Linked DNA regions of Mus musculus: regions 2 and 3 are each linked to region 1. The links are chromatin contacts, called in public promoter capture Hi-C maps. All regions are on one chromosome and are shown on one strand. Each heading gives the region's core, a stretch centred on a gene start, on an enhancer-like site or on the middle of the called end of the contact. The rest is flanking DNA. Distances are from core to core; before and after follow the strand shown. Region 1 holds the start of Msh4 (mutS homolog 4). Region 2 holds the start of 1700012D16Rik (RIKEN cDNA 1700012D16 gene). Region 3 overlaps St6galnac5 (ST6 (alpha-N-acetyl-neuraminyl-2,3-beta-galactosyl-1,3)-N-acetylgalactosaminide alpha-2,6-sialyltransferase 5).

The links. Promoter capture Hi-C pulls out the DNA fragments that hold promoters and counts their contacts.
Region 2: a contact with region 1 is called in a promoter capture Hi-C map of second pharyngeal arch cranial neural crest, with 3 times the contacts expected there. The contact joins the promoter of 1700012D16Rik here to the promoter of Msh4 in region 1. A contact is called at or near these places in 4 of 39 promoter capture datasets (the C10 cell line, cranial neural crest, embryonic stem cells and 1 more).
Region 3: a contact with region 1 is called in a promoter capture Hi-C map of the HPC-7 cell line. The contact joins the enhancer-like site here to the promoter of Msh4 in region 1. A contact is called at or near these places in 6 of 39 promoter capture datasets (the C10 cell line, the HPC-7 cell line, cranial neural crest and 2 more), 1 of 484 Hi-C or Micro-C datasets (B cells), 3 of 115 datasets of contacts at active chromatin or transcription factors (large pre-B cells, stem cell-derived neural progenitor cells and thymic regulatory T cells) and 2 of 9 other capture datasets (adipose tissue and liver).

Annotation. Positions count from the first base shown.
Region 1 is chr3:153,903,315-153,907,563 of GRCm38.p6, forward strand. Msh4 (mutS homolog 4) reads right to left here and starts at 2,824. Exons shown (of 20, transcript NM_031870.3): 1 at 2,358-2,824. The coding sequence starts at 2,670. It overlaps Rabggtb (Rab geranylgeranyl transferase, b subunit), which reads right to left. Exons shown (of 8, transcript NM_011231.2): 8 at 3,975-4,249.
Region 2 is chr3:153,295,991-153,300,675 of GRCm38.p6, forward strand. It overlaps 1700012D16Rik (RIKEN cDNA 1700012D16 gene), which reads right to left and starts at 2,659. Exons shown (of 2, transcript NR_126464.1): 1 at 2,587-2,659; 2 at 512-1,017. All of the region lies in intron 3 of St6galnac3 (ST6 (alpha-N-acetyl-neuraminyl-2,3-beta-galactosyl-1,3)-N-acetylgalactosaminide alpha-2,6-sialyltransferase 3), which reads right to left.
Region 3 is chr3:152,917,892-152,922,074 of GRCm38.p6, forward strand. All of the region lies in intron 2 of St6galnac5 (ST6 (alpha-N-acetyl-neuraminyl-2,3-beta-galactosyl-1,3)-N-acetylgalactosaminide alpha-2,6-sialyltransferase 5), which reads right to left. The region is part of intron 2 of Gm46830 (a long non-coding RNA gene); the gene reads left to right. Among named protein-coding and RNA genes, the nearest start is that of Gm46830, 20 kb to the left of the region's middle. Within about 2 kb of position 2,675, at least 62 of the 459 cell types and tissues checked have an H3K27ac peak or open chromatin away from gene starts, as enhancers often do. A contact at or near this core is called in the HPC-7 cell line and thymic regulatory T cells, where this site is marked.

The sequences.
Region 1 (4,249 bases), core at 1,574-4,073:
GGGAGAGTGATCACAGGACTTCGCTTGCTGCCTTGCTAGTTCCTTATTGTACTGCTCACCCAAAATACTTGAATGTAGTTAAAATGGTATAAAAAGTGGATTGAGCCGGGCAGCACGCCTTTAATCCCAGCACTTGGGAGGCAGAGGCAGGCCGATTTCTGAGTTCGAGGCCAGCCTGGTCTACAGAGTGAGTTCCGGGACAGCCAGGGCTATACAGAGAAACCCTGTCTCAAGAAAAAAAAAGTGAATTGAATCTTCAGTCTCAGAATTGACTAGGGTCATGCTACAATGTTGTGTCTTTTTTTTTTTTTTTTTCCTTTTTAATCCTCACTCTCGCACTGGAGAACCTGTTGACTGATTGTGTGGGCTTGGTCACCCGCTGACATTCATTTCCTGATGACTTTCAGGCTTTCATTTACAGCCTTCACTCATCTAACACACTACACAAGTTGAGAACATTCCAGTTGCAGCAGAGGGCAAATGTCTAGGCTTTGTGGGCCACACAGTCACTGTCAAGGGCTCAACTCTGGCAGTGAAATAGGGGTTCAGCCTAGGTAGTGTATAAATCAATGAAAACAGCTATAGTTTTTCAAAATAATTTCTATATATTGGAATTTGAATGACATATGCCAGGAAATAATCTTTTACATTTTTCTCAACCCTCAGTTCCTCACGCCTTTAATCCCAGCACCGAGGAGGCAGAGGCAGGTGGACCTCTGACTTCCGGAATACAGAATAAACTCTGCCTTGAAATAACAAAAGAAGCAACAAAACAACAACAATAGCAAAACAAGCACTGTGAGTTCGAGGCCAGCCTGGTCCACATCGCCAGTTCCAGGACAGCAAGCGTTACATACAGAGACCTTATCTCTAAGAAAAACTTAAAAGTTAAGATGTTGGAGATGCGGCTCAGCGGTTAAGAGCGCCTGCTGTACAGTCATGCAACAGAGTCCAGATCCAAGCTTGTTACCCATCTAACAATCAGGGCACAGGGCCTTCCTACCACAGAGATTGCCTGTAAAGGATAAGGCAGAGAGCAATTAGGGGAGACTCCTGATCTTCATCTGGTAGAAAACAGCACACATTCATTAAATACTCAAGATCATATACCACCCATGTCTACATAAGTGGGTCTGTCTTGTACGAGGCTCAGGTCCCTGTGCCAGGTTCCCACTTCAGAACTGTCAGACAGGCCATCCTCATGGTAAGCTTTTTTCCCTCAAGTGCTTTTTACCTAATATTTAACAGAGAAGACTTCACGATTTAACTATTTCTTCCCTCACAACATCCAGCCAACTCTTCCCTCATAAAACCCACTCAACCAACCCTGTTCTTGTAATGAACTGAACTCACCCTGAAGGACTTTTTCACCTAAGTGTACGGGTGTTTTGCCAGTATGCATGTCTGTGCACCGGAGACCAGAAGAGGGCAGCAGATGCTCTGGCAGCAGAGTTACAGACAGTGGTCAGTCTCCATGTGGGAGCTGGCAGTTGGAACACTAAGCCTCTGAAAGAGTAGCTACTTCCCTTAACGGGCGAGCCATCTATTTGATCCCAGAAGGCCTTATTTTTAACAAGGCCTTGATAAGATGTTCACTTTAACCTGTTATCATTCCATTCTAGAACCTAAAGAGTAAAACCCGTCGGCCAAAGCTCAGCTCTCCACTATTAGAAACTATTACACACAATCTCCCATATATTCACTATATATTTGAAGAAGTAGGGGACCATCACGATGACTCAACGACTAGAGAGGCATTACCCACCAAGCCTGACTCAGACCTTAGTTGGATTCCCAGAGCCCTCTTGGTGGAGGTGGAGTTTTCTCCGAAAAGTCGTCCTTTGACCTCTACATCCACCCCTTGCACACTCATATACTCATAGAGGGGAAAAAGGGAAACTTTTTTTTTTTTTTTAGGAAAAAAAGTTAAAGGCCAGCCATGGTGGTATAATTCAGTACTCAAGAGGCTAAGGCAAGAGGATTGCTAGGAGTCTCCAGCCAGGCTTTCCTGAACTTCAGGACAGAAGAGCTTCAGGACAGCCTGAGCCATAGAAAACCTGCCTTTTAAAACGAAACATGAAGTTAAGGCTTTACATGGGAATACTAGATGGGTTACCCTTCCTCTCACGTCTTAATGAGACCGTTGTGAAGAGTCAAGACTTTCTCCCCTGTGTTTTGATTGGTTTGAAATTGTGTTGCCCAGGCTGGCCTTGAAGCGTAGTCGCCAGTGTTGGGATTAAAGACACAAACCACTCCCAGCATGAGTGACTGTGGAATCCTGGCCAGACTGCTTTCTCCAGCAGGGCGCCGAGGGCAGCGCCCGCCCGGGGAGGTGACCAGGTGAGCCGGGGCCTTGCCTGGCGCGGACGCCGGCGCCGGACTGCTGCTGCTGCTGCTGCTCCTGTCGGCCATGGCGCCTTCCGTACTCGGCCTGGACGCGGAGGCCAGGGTCCTCCCGCATGGGGCATCCCTCCGCGACGGCGTCCAGCGTGGGGAACTGGAAAGCGATGCAGCCTCCTGCCTCAGCATCTCTCCGGCCTTTCTGACTCCCAAGGTTCTGCGCGCGTGGCTTCGAGCACTCCAAGGCTGGAGGCCGCACCGCTGACAAGGCGGGAGGCTAAGCGCATGCGCAGTGCTGTAATCGCGCAGGCGCAGGAACAAGCAGCACATGATGCACACAGCGCAGGCGCAGTTCAGGGGTGAGCAGCGAGTTTCTCACCTTTGCGTCCAGGGTTGTGCCGGTTTATTCTCATCACGTGATTCTGGAAGCTGTAAGCCTCTTCACTCCTTAGGTACCAGGCTCAACAATTTATAGCCCACTAACCACCTAGGTTGTCAACAGTTCATTTTGAAGGAGGGGGGCTTTCTGAGGACTGAGCCAGGGTATTGCATATTTAATACGCCCCAGTTACACCCCCAGTACACAGCATGTGCCCAATGTCTAAGAATGAAAGTCTTCGCTCAGTTGTACACATAGCATAGTACGGGACAGAGCACAACACGGGTGAGACCACATTAACAATTAAAAACAGCACTTCTCAACCGTCCTATTTCGAGTACTGCAGTTTTGCACATAGGGTAAAAACAAACTACAGTCTTGCTCGAAACCCTTGGGAAGCTCTTCAACAATCAACACATAAAACATCTTCTAGGTGACAGAACTGAGGATAAATGTTCTCCAGCAAATAGGGCATTCACACTAGTACCTGCAAACACTAGTGTGTAGTGAGTGTAGTTTGAGCAGGAAAAGCCCCTGTAGAAAACTTGAGGGAAGCAGCTTGTTTTAAGTAGGTGTGGTCTTCAAGGAACATGTCTGCAGGCCTGCCCTCCTAATTGACTAAACCTTTGAAACTCTTTAAGCAAGCCCTAAATTTCAAGAGTCGCTTTGCTGGTCACAGCATGTCTTTACAGAAATAGAACACTAAGGACATGTAGACGATATTAGTTATGTGTAGCCTCAAGGTGACAGCAATGCTTAAGCAACAATCAGGAGACATAAAACACACTTGGAGATACCTATTAAAGATGTGGAGTTCCAGTGCAATGTAGGACTCTCAAAGAGGGGAGACGTTTCCTTCCTTAAATATTAAGGGGTAGAGGTCCTTAATAGTAAGTTACCTCTCTAGTAACTGACCCAGGAGCGGCTATAGACTAGAGTCAAAATTACATTTATACCATTACTATTCACCCAACCTGCAACCCACCCAGAGTAACCACATTCAAACCCTTGAGACATTAACACCTCACAGGGCCCCCATCACGAAACAACACCTAAAGCCATTATGGAGTGGACCAATTCTTTGGGGATGACTTTCAGGATCCTGGCTAACTCAACTGCATGCCTGAGAAATCCAAGCCAACAGCAGACTAGAGTTCCCTGAAAAATGTACTGTACCCTCTGCCCCAACTATAAATAAGGTGTTCACACTTACAAAATGGTTCAGTTCTAAATAAAAAGCTATATACACAACAGCCACTGATTTTGACCTTTATTTAAATTATGAGTTTCACTCATCAGTTTTATTAACAGAAATCACTTTCCATCATTGATTGTTACACGACAATAGGACACGGGGAGGCATCAGTTAAATACCAGCTCTAAATAGGACTAACAAAAACTGGACTCAGAAGACTAAAGATCTAAATACAACATATTTATTTTACAATACTTATATAATTTATCATTAACATATGATATACAAAATATTAAGTCACGTCTAGGTTTGATAAACACTTCAAATACAGCAGT
Region 2 (4,685 bases), core at 1,409-3,908, 610 kb before region 1:
ATTAGAAAGAGATTTCATTTCCTGGTCCCTGAAACTAAAAGGTCTTGGAATGACTGCTTTGTATTTGAAAAAAATGTGAATTCATATGTACCCTGGGTGTGATCAGGAGGGCTATGCCGATAGCCTTTCAGGGATTCACAATGGTGGGTTGCTTTTCTGTTCTCTGGGATGGATCACCTTCTTTGGTCTAGCTCTGAAGCTTATGAGCCCCAGACTCTAATCATGGCTCTGGAACTCATAGCTGAATGCCAGACAAGGGAAGCGTAGAGATACAGAGTATCTACCTCAAATGTACGCTTTGCATTCTAGGAGGATGTAGCAGCGCGCTGGTGTCTGACTTGATTCCAAGTTACAAAGTGAAAAGTTATTAGAAGTAACCCTGATCCCACATTCTACTTGACCCTATGGCATCCGAGTTCATCACAGTGGGTTCTCAGTCAGAAAAGCAAGGGCTGGGCCAGCCCGTCAGAGCACGTTCCCAGCAGAGCCTTGCATTGCAGCACATAGGTTATTACATCAAATTATTTACTGAGCTCCAGATGTTTCGGATCCCGACCTTCCCTGAGTAAGTGGCTGTCCAAGACAGGCACTCGTGTCCAAACAATGCAGCCGGCACTTAACTGGAGGCTTCCGCAGCTGTCGAATGTTCTCCGGTGATCTGAAATCGCTTTTCATCTCTGTCACAATCACACACAAATGGGGCATTTCCTCTCTGTGTTGTGATTAAAAACTCAAAAGAACTTCTGAAATCATTACCAACTTTTCTGGGGCTGAGTTGTTCTCCCGAGCAGCAAGCTGATTGTCACATTATCGGCATTTGGAAAATGGCAGCATTCCAGACGTGCCCACGGAAAGCAAGACTGGGACATCACAATGGAAGCAGCGGAAAGGAGGGTAGGGGCGAGGCCCAGATGGCGGCATTTCCCATCAGACATCGGTGCCTCTCAGGGCTGCCACATGCAACTGCAACCCTTTAATTGGATTGTGGCATTCCATTAATATCGAGGACCGCTGTCCCTAATGAGCAAGCAAACAGGAGGTAGCTTATCACCACGCCTCTCATGTCTAACCTGCCTATCTACTAAGTGGGTATTATTAGGAAAGAATTAATTGCATTCCTGTGCGTACCGCTGAGTCTGAGTACACTCGGTTCTTAGGGACATGATTACTTGAAATAGCTGATCATTTCAATTGACTACTGAGAGTAGCTACCAACCATTAGATAAAAATGGTGTGCAGTGTGTGTGTGTGTGTGTGTGTCCGTCCCAGACAAGGGAGATGCGTTTGATATTTGTACAACTCATGTTAGAAGACACAGTAGCCCCAGCTTTTGCCTGCCACAGGTAATCCCCTAAATTAGGATGTAAATAGTGGAAGTAATCTTTTCATAGCAGGGCCTGCATATTGAGCACTTGTGTCACACTGGAACCTGGTATCAGTCTTGTGGCACTGCTCACAGCTTGGATGTGACAATGTAGGAGAACATTGGCTTGTCTCTGAGAGCATAATGTTATATGTTCTAGATTCACACTTGACAGAGAACAGAGAGCCCAGCCATCCTTCCAGCTTGCCCTTCCAGCTTGGACATGTTTGTTAGCTTTTGCCAATCTGACACAAACTAAAGACACCCAAGAAGCAGGAACCTTGACTGAGGACTTGCTTCCGTTAGACCGGCATGAAAGTAGAACATTTTCTTTCTTGTTAGATAATGAGGAGTGCCCAGCCCACTGTGGGCATTGCCACTACAGGCAGTAGGTCTGGGTTGTGCTAAAAAAATGCAGCTAAGCAAGCCATGGAAAGCAAGCTGAGAACCAGCTTTCCTCCACGGCTGGTGCTTCAGTTCCTGCCCTGGTGTGTGATGTGGAAATGAAAGCCAAGTAAATCCTTTTCTCCCCCAAGTTGGGTTGCTTAGTGCTTTACCACAGCAACAAAGGCAGTGAGAACACTGAGTGTGTTGACGGCTCCAGGATGAAGGCGTCCGTATCTAAGCACAAGGCTAGGTCATTCTCTAGGGATTGTTCCTTCTGTCCGTTTGGAGACTTGGGCACAGTGGGGAAATGGCCTATGTCTTCACTTCTGCTTTTGTAGCAGGAATTAGTAAATAGCCTTTAAGCCTGATATTACAAAGTAGTGTTTTGGAATTTCACCCTAAATTTCTGTTATGATAAAACACATAACCATGTACCCCTATGAGATTCACCAAGGCAGTGTGTCCTGAACTGTGCCCTGCCACAGAAGCATTCAGCTGCTCCCCACCCTGGATGGCAGTAGAGATGCTGAGCTTCGTGCCTGCCCCGGGAGGTGTTTAGTGGCCTGATAATTCATTTAGCCATAGGACTTTCAAAAAATATGGTTCATTTTTTTACAAACGTGAAGAGTCTTATGTGGCTAGAGCTGAGGACATCTGTTTACGGGGTAGAGGAAGACAGCCGGAGTGTGGTGAGGGAAGGTTTGAAAGCCTCAGTGGCCTCGGAAAGGGCACATGTCCCCATGAAAAGCTGAGCAGTTAGCCAGACCACAGGCATTCATAGTCGATCGCAGAATAACTTACTACAGACATTCACAGTGGAATGTGAAAAAACTTACAACATGCTTGGAGGAAGACAACAGGGAGATGCTTTAAGGAGAAGTCTATTGCAGCGGGATATCCAGCACTTCTGAACGACAACTTTGACATGCAGGTGAGAGAAAGGACCAGGTGCTTGGGGCGGGGCTCTGAGAAGCAATGTGGCAGTGTGAGGAAATAAAGGGGAACCCAGGAGGGGAGGGAGGGAGGGGAGGGGCCTCTCCCGATGGGATCCACCTATGTCATCTTGCAGCCCTGTTGGAGGAATGGATCAGTACTGACGGCCTCTGACTTGAAGTCACAGGGCAGGACCGACCTTTTCTGTCCCTCCTCTCCATGTTTATTGATTCCTCCTTCTCATCACCCTCTGAGCCCCATAGGTATAATTTTTTTAAATCCCTCCTGCTTCGGTCCATCCTTTCTTCTGGATCCCATGCTTCCATCCTGTGGTTCTTCTGGGTGCACGATGCGTCGTTTTTTTTCCCCCTCTTTCATCTGCATTTCTATATTGACATATTGGTGGCTCCTTCCCAGCTGCCAGCCTTTCTTAAACATCTCTACTCTGTGAACAGCCCACTCTAGAACCCGAACTTCCTAAAGCCACTGTCCCATCTGCTGGGCTCTTCCCTCCCACCTGAAGTTCTCCACTAGGAAGGACTCTGCCCACGCGCTCTCCGCAATCACTTTCTGACGGAACACAGACACCACTGCAGACGCGGATCTATACAAGTGGGACGTCATAGATCTTCAACCTTGAGGTTAAATCTCTATAGGTCCTTGTTCTGAACCCCACTACTTTTCATTTCAGTTTTGATCATGACACCGTTCTGAGCCTCTGCTACTCTGACCTGTGTGAAGTGATGCTGTCTCTGACCGCTTCCTCCCAGAATGCACCTGTGGCTCTCCTTTCTGTGTACTCTCCAGAGCTGGGTCCCTGGATCCATCTTGTTTCTCCTCTCTGGGTTTTAACTATCACTTCTGGGTCTCTACTTTACAGGTCAGAATTTCCTTCTCAGCCCTGTTGTTTGCAGTTCATAGTATTACTTTCATTTATTGTTGGCTACTTCTACTCCATGTCATATAGGAACTTTAAAATGAACACAATGAGAATAATCATACTCTTTGTCTGCATGCCTGTGCATATTATGTGTACTTTACAATGCACATTGTTCAATTAGTACATTATAAACTGGAGGGACACCCATCCTCATACCATCATTCCGCACGTTGGCCTTTCTTAGGTCCTCTTCAAGTCATCCATCTTTAGTCCACTCATCTATTCCTGCCTAAGTTGAAGCTCTTTGCCTGGATCGCAGAAATACTTGACTACCTAATCTACCACCCACAGTCCCTGCTTCAGGGAATGCCGACACCAACACAAGTCCCCACATCTCCAAATCTGACCTCTCAGCTTCCTCTGCTTGGTGTTCTAAGTCTCTATAATACTCATGCTGCAACTCAGAACACACTACAGGATTCACACCGCCCCTCCTCCGACACTCCTTCTTCTCCTTCCAGAGCTCTTCCTTCTCCATACCCTGAAAACTTGGTCAGGCTCCAAGGCCTGTGCTTCCAGGCACGGGCACACTACCTCTTCTTACTGCAGTCAGTCATGACTACATTGAAGACCCCTGTTTATATGTCTGTCTTACTAGTGTGAGTATGAAATCCTTGGGGCGAACATCCTTCTTGTTGTTTCTTTGTGAATCTCTGGGGGTATAAACCACTTCCTGGCATGATATTTAGATTTTTATTTAATTAAATAAATATGTGTGTAGGACCTGTAAGTCTCAAGCTGCTTTTAATGGTATAATTTCCTGTAACATACATTTCCAGCCTCAGTAGACTTGCGAGCTCTCAGTTTGTATTTTTATATGATTTTTCGGGGTTAGCTTTTAAGTGGCAGATGAATTCACGAATTGGATTTCGAGTGTAAACATTAAGCTGAACTGAATCTTGATTAAGACTTCTTTTGCCAAGTGGAACAATGGTTATCAAATGTTATTTTTGTTCATGCAGCAAATGTAATTGTTATAAAATCTGCAGCCTTTACCAATCCCACGTAATCTTTTTCAAGATAAACACTGCTACCTTTTTGTGTAGAAAAAAAGAAGCCATA
Region 3 (4,183 bases), core at 1,425-3,924, 990 kb before region 1:
TTTAGGAAAGGAAAACACTTCTAAGGAGCTGTTGCTAGTGTTCTCAGACAGAACCCAGGCACTGTTGCTTGAGATTCGGGCACCGTACATCAGGGGAAGCGCCTCTGTGTCCTACCGGGATGAAAACTGTTGCCTTGGGCAGCCTGGGGGTGACAGGACAAATACCAGGAGCATGGTCCCCTCTGTTCTTTTGATCTGTCCACCTTTGGGGCCTTGTGCTGCTCAGCACATGACTAGTAAATAAATCGCCTGCTGGGCCTAGGCTCTCCTTTATGTGAAGTGTGCAAACCTCACCCTTAAAGAACGTGATTCAGGGATTTTTTTTTTTCACTTCAGAGAAACCCCATGTGGCTGAGATGTGAGCTCACTGAACCTTGGCTACTCACAGGCATTTCTATTCTATCAGTTTCTATGAATTAGACACATTACCTTGTCACAATTCTGAGCTCAAAACTCAATTTACATATTAGAGCATCATGAAAAAAATATTCTAGTCCATAGCTCCTGATGCCTTTATCTCTGTTGATATGGGGAAATTAGCTTGATTCTTTCCCGGATTTTAACCAAGGGCTGACTTCTGGGTAGGGCGAATCCAGACAACCTAGAAAATATTTTAGGAGTGCAAGCTCTGTGGCAGAGGTGAGTGTGCCTGGGCCTCACTCTTCAGGGCTGGGAAGGCCAGCTTGGCTAAATACATTCCTAGTCAACTGTACTTTCAACTCAGTCTAATGTCCTTTTTCAATGCCATGCCTTGCTATTTTAATATGGAGGTCCCCCCTCCTCCACAATTCCTGAAGTATCACCCTGAGTAGTAGACAAGTCAGAACTTACCGTTAAATAGCCTAGATGCTTGCAAATTGGCCACTGGATGGTGAACATATGATTCACAGATATGTTAACAACACATATAGGTGTGTGTCCGGGGAGCTGATTTAGCATAATGGGTTAAGCCTACAGACTTCAGAGCCATGCTGGGTTTGAACCCCACCTCTACCATTAAAGTTCCCTGAAAATGGGGCAAATTAATTAACCTGTCTCTAGCTCAGTTTTTCCATGCACAAAATGGAAATAGCAGCAGCATTTTTCAGACTGATATGAAGAAGAAATTAATACTCAGATATTTAGAGCAGTAGACCTCAGTAAACAGTGCCATCGATAGAGATCAAATGGTAAAAACCACCTGGTACTGCCTGTCATGCGCTCTCTCTGAGAGGCCATTGCTCACTGTTATAACTTCAGGGAGATGTGAGAGTCATTCTTCACAGAACTGAAGACGGCCTCACGGGGACTTTTAAAAGGGTGGCTCATCAGATTGCCAAGTGTCTGCAGCAGACCTGAAGCCGCTGTGGATCTCAACCCGGGCCCTGCCTAGACCTGGGCTCTGGAGCAGCTGCTCCAGATGTCTGTAGAGGTCGGTAGTGAGAGCAGAGACGTCAAAGCCCTTTCATGGAAGGAGATGAGAACACCTGTGTCTTATCTCAGCCTCGGGCTGTGCAGTACCTGTGTCTCCATTGCGATTGCCTCTCTCCATTGTCAGGCGTGTTTCCCTCTGCCTCTCAAGTGTTCCTCAGCACCATCCGGAGACACTCTACCCTTGTTAGTTCTTGTACTAACTTTATGAATGTCAAGGGGATTTATTTCCTGGGCCGTCAGGTAGCTTGAAATAAGAGACATTTGCTCTCTTGTTCTAGAGACCACAAGTCGGAGATGAAGTTTCTGGAAGCACCACACTTCTCCCTAAGGCTGCAGGGTCAAACCCTCCTTGCTGCTTCCTGGTTTTGGTAGTTCCAGGAAATCCCAGCCTTCCAGCATCTCTGTCTCCATCTTTCCAAGGTCTGTTCTTTTCCATACCCAGTTTTTCTTTTCCCTCTCTTACAGGGGAATTTACTGCTAGGTTTAAATCATACTTCGGCAATCAGGGATGGTCTCATTGCAAGACGCTTAACTTTGTTAGATCTTCAGGGATCCTTTGACCAAATAAGGTCACATTTTCAGGTCCTGGGGTTTAGACATCAGAATGTCTTTCTTTCTCAACCCTCTCTCCCTGGTAAGAATGACAACCTGATTCTAAAGGTGGATTGTGGGGTGCCAGCAGAGTCCTGTGTTCTCTGGGTGAAGTTCCTGTGGTGAGGGTCCAGTGTCTGCCCAGCATGGGAAAGCACATGGTGGAGACGGACTCTCGTCCATTCTATAAGGAGCTGCTGAACCTCCCCACATGCCGCCTCTGTCACGTTCAGCACTAACTGCCAAGCACAGCATGAGCTGTTTCAGAAAGCTCGTGGCAAGTGTTTAAGGGGCTGATGTGGCCAAGACATTTTATAGTCTGACCTCCACTCAAGTTCACATTTGTCAGCGTGGCCACATGTCTGTCTTGTCTCCAACACCAACTGGTCGATCTGTACTCAATGACAGCACTTTTTAATTTAATGCTCCCATTGAGACAATTTTTTGAGGCTCCATGTAAAAGTTATCACACAGCCGTAATTAATCCACAGCAGCCCCGGAAATGTGTATGAGGGTCAGGCTTACAGTTTCTGTTTGAGCTTCAATTTCATTAGGAGAAAGCAAACTGGTGCTTCTAAGCTACTACTTGAGCCAGGCACGAAGGAGACAGCATCCTGTGCCATTACCACAGCAAGTGAGGAGGAAGCAGTGAAGGAGAGACAGAGGTGGAGTCATGTAGATCTGCTCTCCCAGGGTTATGACTCACACTTCAGTTTCTGGTTTACCACTCACAACCCAAGCTGGTAAGTGACTTCTTTCTCTATGGCTCAAGTGTTACATAGCAAAGATGCACACCATATCATGTCTCTGGGCCCCTCCACTTAACATATTTATGGGTGGGTGTAGCAGTGTGTGTATGTGATGTATCTGTGTGCACATGTGTTGTGTATGTGATGTATCTGTGTGCACATGTGTTGTGTATGTGGTGTATCTGTGTGCACATGTGTTGTGTATGTCATGTATCCATGTGTACATATGTAGTGTATGTGACTTATCCATGTGTACATGTGTCATGTTTGTGATGTATCTATGGGCACATATGTTGTATATGTGATATATCTGTGTGCACATGTGTATGTGATGCATCTATGCACATGTATTGTGTATGTATAGTTGTGTGCACATGTGTTGTGTATATATTATATTTGTGTGCACCTGTGTTGCATACATGATGGGTGTACATGTGTACATGTTAGATGGTAGGTCAAAGCTGATGTGCAGTGTCTTTCCTTCATTACATTCCACTTTTTTTTTTTTGACACAGGTCTATAATTGAACTGGAAGATCATGGATTTGGCTAAAGTGACTGGCCATCGAGATTTAAAGCTTACTCTCCCCACAAAACAAAACAAACCCAAAAGGCAAAAAGCCCTGGTATTGTGGGCATAAGCCGGTGTGTCCATCCGAGACCTGATCTGGCGCCCTTGTGTCTGCACATCAGCACCTTACTGACTGACCCATCATCCAGCCCCTTCACACAGGCCTTCAATTACTCACTAAGAAAATGCACACTGGGGAGTATAGGGCTGTGAGTCTGGATGTACACAAATGTACCAGCTGACACTGTTACAACATGTGCAAGCCAGGCTGGCTTTACTTACCAGGCAGAAGTCATGGGTTTCACATTAATACAATGCCCTCGGGTTCAGTGATAACAGTGTCTCAAACAACTAGTATTTATTGAACACTTACTTTGCATCCATGTGGAGAAGAGATGAAGTCCCGAGTGAGCATATATTGTTGCCATGAGCACAAACATGTCAAGGACCCCAGAGCCCCAGACCCATGGGACGAGCAAAGCCTTCCCTGGTCTATGACTCAATGGTACAAGTGATTGAGCCTTCGCTAAAACCAGTGTATGAAGAAACTTTCAACCACTGCCTTCTCCTGGGTGCCTGAGACCTGAAACTGCCCCCCTTCAGAGACCTCCTGTGAAATTAGCTAGTCAGCCTCCTCGTCCAGCTGCTTGTGGTAGACAAGCTTCCTTGCTCAGTGGTACATAAGAAGTTCACTCAGTTTCCTGGATGCGGATCTGTTTCCATCAGCTTGCACAGTGCCCCTGAAGCCAGCGTTTCTGTATGTGTGTCTGTCATTTCTTCATTCTCTGTCACCTCAGGTAGATCAGCCTCTACATACCAGCCTAACAGTGATGGGCCTGAATGTTCCCGGACTCTGAACA